Linked DNA regions of Mus musculus: region 2 is linked to region 1. The links are chromatin contacts, called in public Hi-C maps. All regions are on one chromosome and are shown on one strand. Each heading gives the region's core, a stretch centred on a gene start, on an enhancer-like site or on the middle of the called end of the contact. The rest is flanking DNA. Distances are from core to core; before and after follow the strand shown.

The links. Hi-C and Micro-C count contacts between places; a contact is called where the count stands out from the background.
Region 2: a contact with region 1 is called in a Hi-C map of cortical neurons, with 11 times the contacts expected there. The contact joins two enhancer-like sites. A contact is called at or near these places in 6 of 484 Hi-C or Micro-C datasets (B cells, the N1E-115 cell line, brown adipocytes and 2 more).

The regions. Positions count from the first base shown.
Region 1 is chr13:58,637,593-58,640,602 of GRCm38.p6, forward strand. No RefSeq gene overlaps it. Among named protein-coding and RNA genes, the nearest start is that of Slc28a3, 28 kb to the left of the region's middle. Within about 2 kb of position 1,564, at least 13 of the 459 cell types and tissues checked have an H3K27ac peak or open chromatin away from gene starts, as enhancers often do. A contact at or near this core is called in cortical neurons, where this site is marked.
Region 2 is chr13:60,477,642-60,480,651 of GRCm38.p6, forward strand. No RefSeq gene overlaps it. Among named protein-coding and RNA genes, the nearest start is that of A530001N23Rik, 30 kb to the right of the region's middle. Within about 2 kb of position 1,525, at least 86 of the 459 cell types and tissues checked have an H3K27ac peak or open chromatin away from gene starts, as enhancers often do. A contact at or near this core is called in cortical neurons, where this site is marked.

The sequences.
Region 1 (3,010 bases), core at 314-2,813:
ACCTCTTCTGGGAATGTTTTTGGACCATCCCTCAAGTTTCAATTTATGGATATTAGACAAAGATGCAAAATAAGACCCTGAGTGGAAAATAATGGCTGTAACTGATACCTTCTGGCTCCTGATTGTCTTCTTTCCTCCTTACAGTCAAGAGTCAGAGGGAGAAGCCGGGCTCTTGGGGACTGCATACTATGTGAAAGCCCAGGAGGGAAAAGCAAAATTGTATCAACAGGGCAAGCATGCTCAGAAAGGGCGTGAGGCCCCAGAGCCCAAGCAAGTAACCTGCACTGTGGACAGCTGGGGGGATTAATCATAGCCACCTGAATGAGGCTCTGATCTTTTGCAGGTAGCTCCCCAAGGGCAGTTATGAATACAGTCACAAATAACAAACTTACTTTAAATGTTAATGAGATTTTATTTATTTATTTATTTATTTATTTATTTATTTATTATAACTTGATTGTGTGGTTCTCAAGTGTGAATTTCTCAATGATAATGCTATGTGGTTATGCAGTCTCAGAGACAAGACCAGCCACCCAGCCAGGAGTGGTGGTGCACACTTTTAATTCCAATACTCTGGAGGCAGATGTAGGAGGATCTTTGTGAATACCAGATCAGCCAGAGATACACAGGGAGAAGAACATGTCTCCAAAGGAGAAAAAAAGTGTATATATAAAAAGTATATATCTTTAGGATACATATGTGTGTGTGTATATATATATATTTTTTTCTTTAAATGAATTTTGTGTGCCCCTGAGCCACATTCCCAAGATACACATGATGTATATGCAAACATTCTAAACGCAGAAAGGAAGAAAGAAAGAAAGAAAGAAAGAAAGAAAGAAAGGAAGGAAGGAAGAAAGAAAGGAAGAAAAGCATGCTGGTCCCAAAAACTTCAGATAAAGGTTACTCCACCCTCTGGAGTCTGGGTGGAGATCTCTAAGCTCATGTCTCCCCAGTCCTGGGCAGGATAAAGATGGCTGTGTGTGGTTTCCTTAGACTGAGCTGTGGTACCCAAGCTGACTGGAAACTGGAAATAGAGGCTTGTCACCATCTACCTATTGCTCATGCTCACATTTCTCCAGGCTTGTCTCAAAGATGTCTTTTTATGTTTTGTTTTATGTCTAGACTTTGATGTCATTTCCTGATTTCTCCCAATGCAGGCAGCTGCAGAAGTGTCCTGATGGGATTGGGCATTTAAACATAGCAGGAGACAGGTTTCTCTCTTTTTAAAGCACCAAACAAATACCAAGCCTGAGAAGCAGAACAATAGAAATCCTTATAGATCTTGAGCTGGAGAGTCCTGAAGGATACTTAGTTACTGTTTCCAGTAATGAACAAGACAATTATACCGTTTCCGCAGACTCTGCTGTGGTCCCCTAGGGAGGCTGCAGATTGAGACTAAATGTTCATTAGTTCTCTGGTGCTTGGGCTTAGGCCAGGGTCCTCCAGCAATGAAAAGCAGAAAGGAGTTCTTGTGGACCCAGTTCCACTACTGTCTCTGCAGCCCTATTCACTGTGTCCATGTCGTGGGCTGCTCATGGATGCTCCAGCAGATGGCGCATACTTATGAACAGTCCAATTTTCTTCCTAATGGGCTCATGCCAGCTCTGCTTGCTGACACGGCACACAATTTAACAGAGCATTAGAGATGGAGTTATTGGACTGGTGAGATTGCCACCTGGCCTGATGACCTGAATTCTACCCCTGAGACGCACATGATAGAATAAAAGCACTGACCCTGACAGTTGTCCCTTGACCTCCACAGATGTGCCACGTCATCCACGCACACACTCACACGCTCATGTGTGTGTGCACATACACACTCATAACAAATTAATGTAAAAATGAATGGTGCCACATTCACTATTTTTAGAAAGGATTTATTTTTATTTTATGTGTATGAATGCTTTGCCTGCCTGTATCTGTAGCTCATGCATGCAGTACCCATGTATACCAGAAAAGGGCATCAGATACAACCCTGAAGTTGCAGATGGTTGCCTGCCAGCTGCGGCGTGGGTGCTCAGAACCCTGTAGGAGCAGTCAGCGTCTCAGATTATAGAGTTGATGTCTTTCCCCCTTTGTTGCTTCTCTGTAGCAGGGGAGGGTTCACAAGCACGGAGTCCATCATTTGGGTGACGTCTAGATTGAAGGTCAAATTGTAAAAAGCCAGGCATTAGCAGTGCGCAGGTAGGCTCCTTCTAGAATGAAGTTCAAAGGTGCTTTCGATTAGAAAGTACAGTGCCTGGGGCTGGCGAGATGGCTTAGCAAGTAAGAGCACTGACTGCTCTTCCAAAGGTTCCGAGTTCAAATCCCAGCAGCCACGTGGGGGCTCACAACTATGGTCCATCAGTTGTAATTTCTGAAACTGCTGATAATTCTGGGGGGGGGGTCTTCGTTGAAATGTGCGTATAGGGTGTGTGAATGTATATTGGGGTATATGGCACATTTATGTGCTTTTTCTTTCTTCTCCCTTCCTTCCTTCCTTCCTTCCTTCCTTCCTTCCTTCCTTCCTTCCTTCCTTCCTTCCTTCCTTCCTTGTTTATTTATTATATGGAAGTATACTGTAGCTGTCTTCAGATACCCCAGAAGAGGGCGTTAGATCTCATTACAGATGGTCGTGAGTCACAATGCCGGTGCTGGGATTTGAACTCAGGACCTCTGAAAGAGCAGCCAGTGCTCTTAACCACTGAGCCATCTCTCCAGCCCTGGTTCCTTTCTTTATAGATCTGTGAACGTTTTGAGATGTTTTAAACATAAAGGAGAGGTTTTAAAAACTTGCAGTCTGCATGCCTCCTCTCTCCAGTTTAGTGTTCTCTTTAGAATAATTCTGAGCTTTCATTTTGAGAGAGAGAGAGAGAGAGAGAGAGAGAGAGAGAGAGAATCTTAAATGTTGTTGGCAGCGCTGCAGCTGCCGGTGGCCACTGGAGGGCGCAGTTGAACACAAATTGTTTTCCATCCCCCCCCACCCAACTGTGGCCTCAACCCGGGCCACAGGCTAGTCTACCTACAC
Region 2 (3,010 bases), core at 275-2,774, 1.8 Mb after region 1:
ATGTACAAAGCTTAAATAGAACAGTACTATCGCCCATTCATGAAACTTACATTAATATGACCCCAGTCTCTTGAAAGAGATAAGACAATATCGGGATGATGAGGACTGCAGACTTGTAAATGAGACAGACCACTGGGCAGCTCCTTCTTTAATTCTTGTGTTTGATTCCTGTGCCTCATGAGAAAAACCGTCATCATCTTTGTTTTACAAAACTGAATGTACCTGCTGCCTGTAACATAATGTTTTAAAGAGTATCTTGTGGCGTGACTCACCTGGCTAATTAACATATATAGTGTGCCTTGTGTTGCTTTCTATTTGTGGCGAGAACATGTAACACACGGGTTCCTTAGCATTTTCCAAGAACACATTACAGAGCTGGGTATGACTCCATGGCAAAACATTTGCTTAGCGTATTCTTAGTTCCAGGGTCAAGAACTGAGAACAGAATGTTGTCCAGGTAAGGTAGTACAAACCCACTAAAGGAGGGCTCCTTCTGGTTACAAGGGGGGCATCTCTGGCCTGCGTGGAGACCTAACATTTCGGTTAGCCTGTGTCAATCACCTAGCCAAGGGACCACCCTTCAGGAAGGCCATGTCACCCCTGGGATTCCCAAGATCCCACCCCTAGCTGCATGTCGCTTTATAAGTCTATCTGCTTTCTGAATCATTCAGAAAATCCTAGCTTCCCCTCCTCATTTCTGTCTCATGTCTTAGGATGCTTTGCCAGCACTTTGGGCTTCTTCAACATTGTGGTCTGCCTTACTCTTTTTCTAAAGCCTCCCTCTCTGCCATGTGGCTGCTTGTCCACATGGCCAACCGTGGTTTTCCCTTTCTCTCCTCAAGTCTTCTCCTCTCTGAAGATGCAGAGGTGACAGCTTGCCTGCTCGAAAGGGATGCTCTCTTAAACCCTGGTAAAACTGTCTCAAAGCCGTATGTGTTCATCCATTCTTAAAGTTTTAAAGGTTTTGAAAACCATGCGCAGGGCTATTTTGCCTGGATCTGTGTCTCTGTCTCACTTCAGCGTTTGGTACGCACAGGGGCTAGAAGAGGGGTCAGAGCCCTTGGAATCTGAGTTACAGACAGTTGTGAGCCATTATACACGTACTGAGACTCAAACCTGGATCCTCAGCTCCCAGTGCTCTTAACCACAGAGCCACTTCCTCGGCCCCCTTTTAAATTATTTTATTAAAGAGACTAAACGCCCCAAAGTACCATCTGGTAACCAAAGAGAGGCTTCCCAAATGCCAGTAACAATAGTTGGACACACCATACTCCTTACCACAGTCTTCGAGTTACCATGCGCAACGGTTCTGTTCACATGTTCACATGTAAGATTTCCATACTCGCCACTGATTTTCTGAACATCGGTGAACTCTAAGGGTATTCCTGAATGTAGTCTGGGAGAAACCGAGTCATCATTACACTTTGACTTTATAATAAGAAATCAAACTTCTGGGGCACCTGCTCTGCAGGACCATCGTCCATCTCCGATTTATAATACTGTTGTCCATAAGATGGGGCCAAAGAGCCACAAAGCGTAACACCCCTCTGGAAGAACCAGGCTGCTTCAAGGGCTAAATCCCTCCATTTTCTGGAAAAAAAAAAATGTGACAGAGATGGGGTGGGGCGGGGTGGGGGACCCCTGAACTTGGCTCCCGTGGGTCTGTCTGTCTTTCCTGTTTCTACCACCCAACTGACAGTCCACAAGGGTGAAAATGGATACGGAAACTGTTTCACCTGGAAGGATTTCTGCCAATTTTTTAAACACAGAGAACCACAGAGAAAGTAAACGAAGAGGCTCCAATGCGCGAACAACTGTCAGTGGTATTTACGAGGGAATAAAGCTCCGGCCATCACAAAAACCCAGATTGCCAGAGCTCTTGATCGCCGGTTTTAATCAAAATGCAGCCAGCTGCCTGTGTTTAATGTTAATTGTGGAGTTCTGTATCTCAGCCAATCACTGCACTTCTGAGCTGGCACCGTGACAAAAACAAGCCAGACACCAAATTCTTATCCTGACTCATTTGGCTGAGGTGGGGTAGGGTGGGGTGGGGAGGGGTGGGGTGTAAATCACTTACAGGTCTGGTCAGTGTTGGTATGAAGGACTTAGCTGGTTTTGTAATGCTAAACAACCTCTATGCCTGACATTTTCTTTCCGTCTTCAAGATGCACCTGCAGTGCAGTTAGAAACCTACAGAACCCGCAGTTCGCACTTCCTGCTACCAAAAGGCCATGTAGCATCTTCGTGAGATAATGTTTTTATGTTGGGGTCCACTATTGCCCAGAGAAGCTGCTTTGCTTTGTAGCTTCCTCTACTCCCTGACCAGTGCCCTGGGTTGTAATTTAGAGAAGTTTCCCTTTTCTCTCAGATTGCTTAACACTCCAAGCACCCAGCCAATCCCCACCCCCACCCCCACCCCCACCCAGCGGGAGGGGTACCTCTGGTCTGGAAGGTAAGCAATGCAGATGAGCTGGAGTGAATGGAAATGTCCAGCAAGAAAAATAGAACCCCTTTCCAACTTCCCACAGTCCTGTCCTCTCTCCTCATCTCCATAAATGGTTGGTGAAATAGATGTCTTCCTGACAGTCTCTAAAGGAGCTGCGGGTTTCTAGAGTTACCTCAGGCACGTGGTGAGTGCACAACGAAACCTTCTACAGCCTTGAGCCGGACTCAAAGAGATCTGACAATGCAAAGACAGTGTCAGTGATTGGCCGCGATGCTTAGCAACTAGTTTGTCCCTCTCTGGTCTTTTACATATAGACTGTAGTTAATATTTAAACAAATGTAAGCAGACCCACGGGTTGATTAAATTAAGTCTTCTCCAGCTCGATTTACATAACTTGCAGTAATCAGAACGGGGAGAGAGAGAAAGTGGAACTGGGCAGAGAGGTACACTTTGCAGTCGTTTGGAATCAGGAGTAATTGCAGCGAGCTTCTAAGTTCTGCTGTTATTGAAGGAAGGCCCAATTGGCTGAGGCTAACTGTAATCTCAAAATATTAACAGATGTGA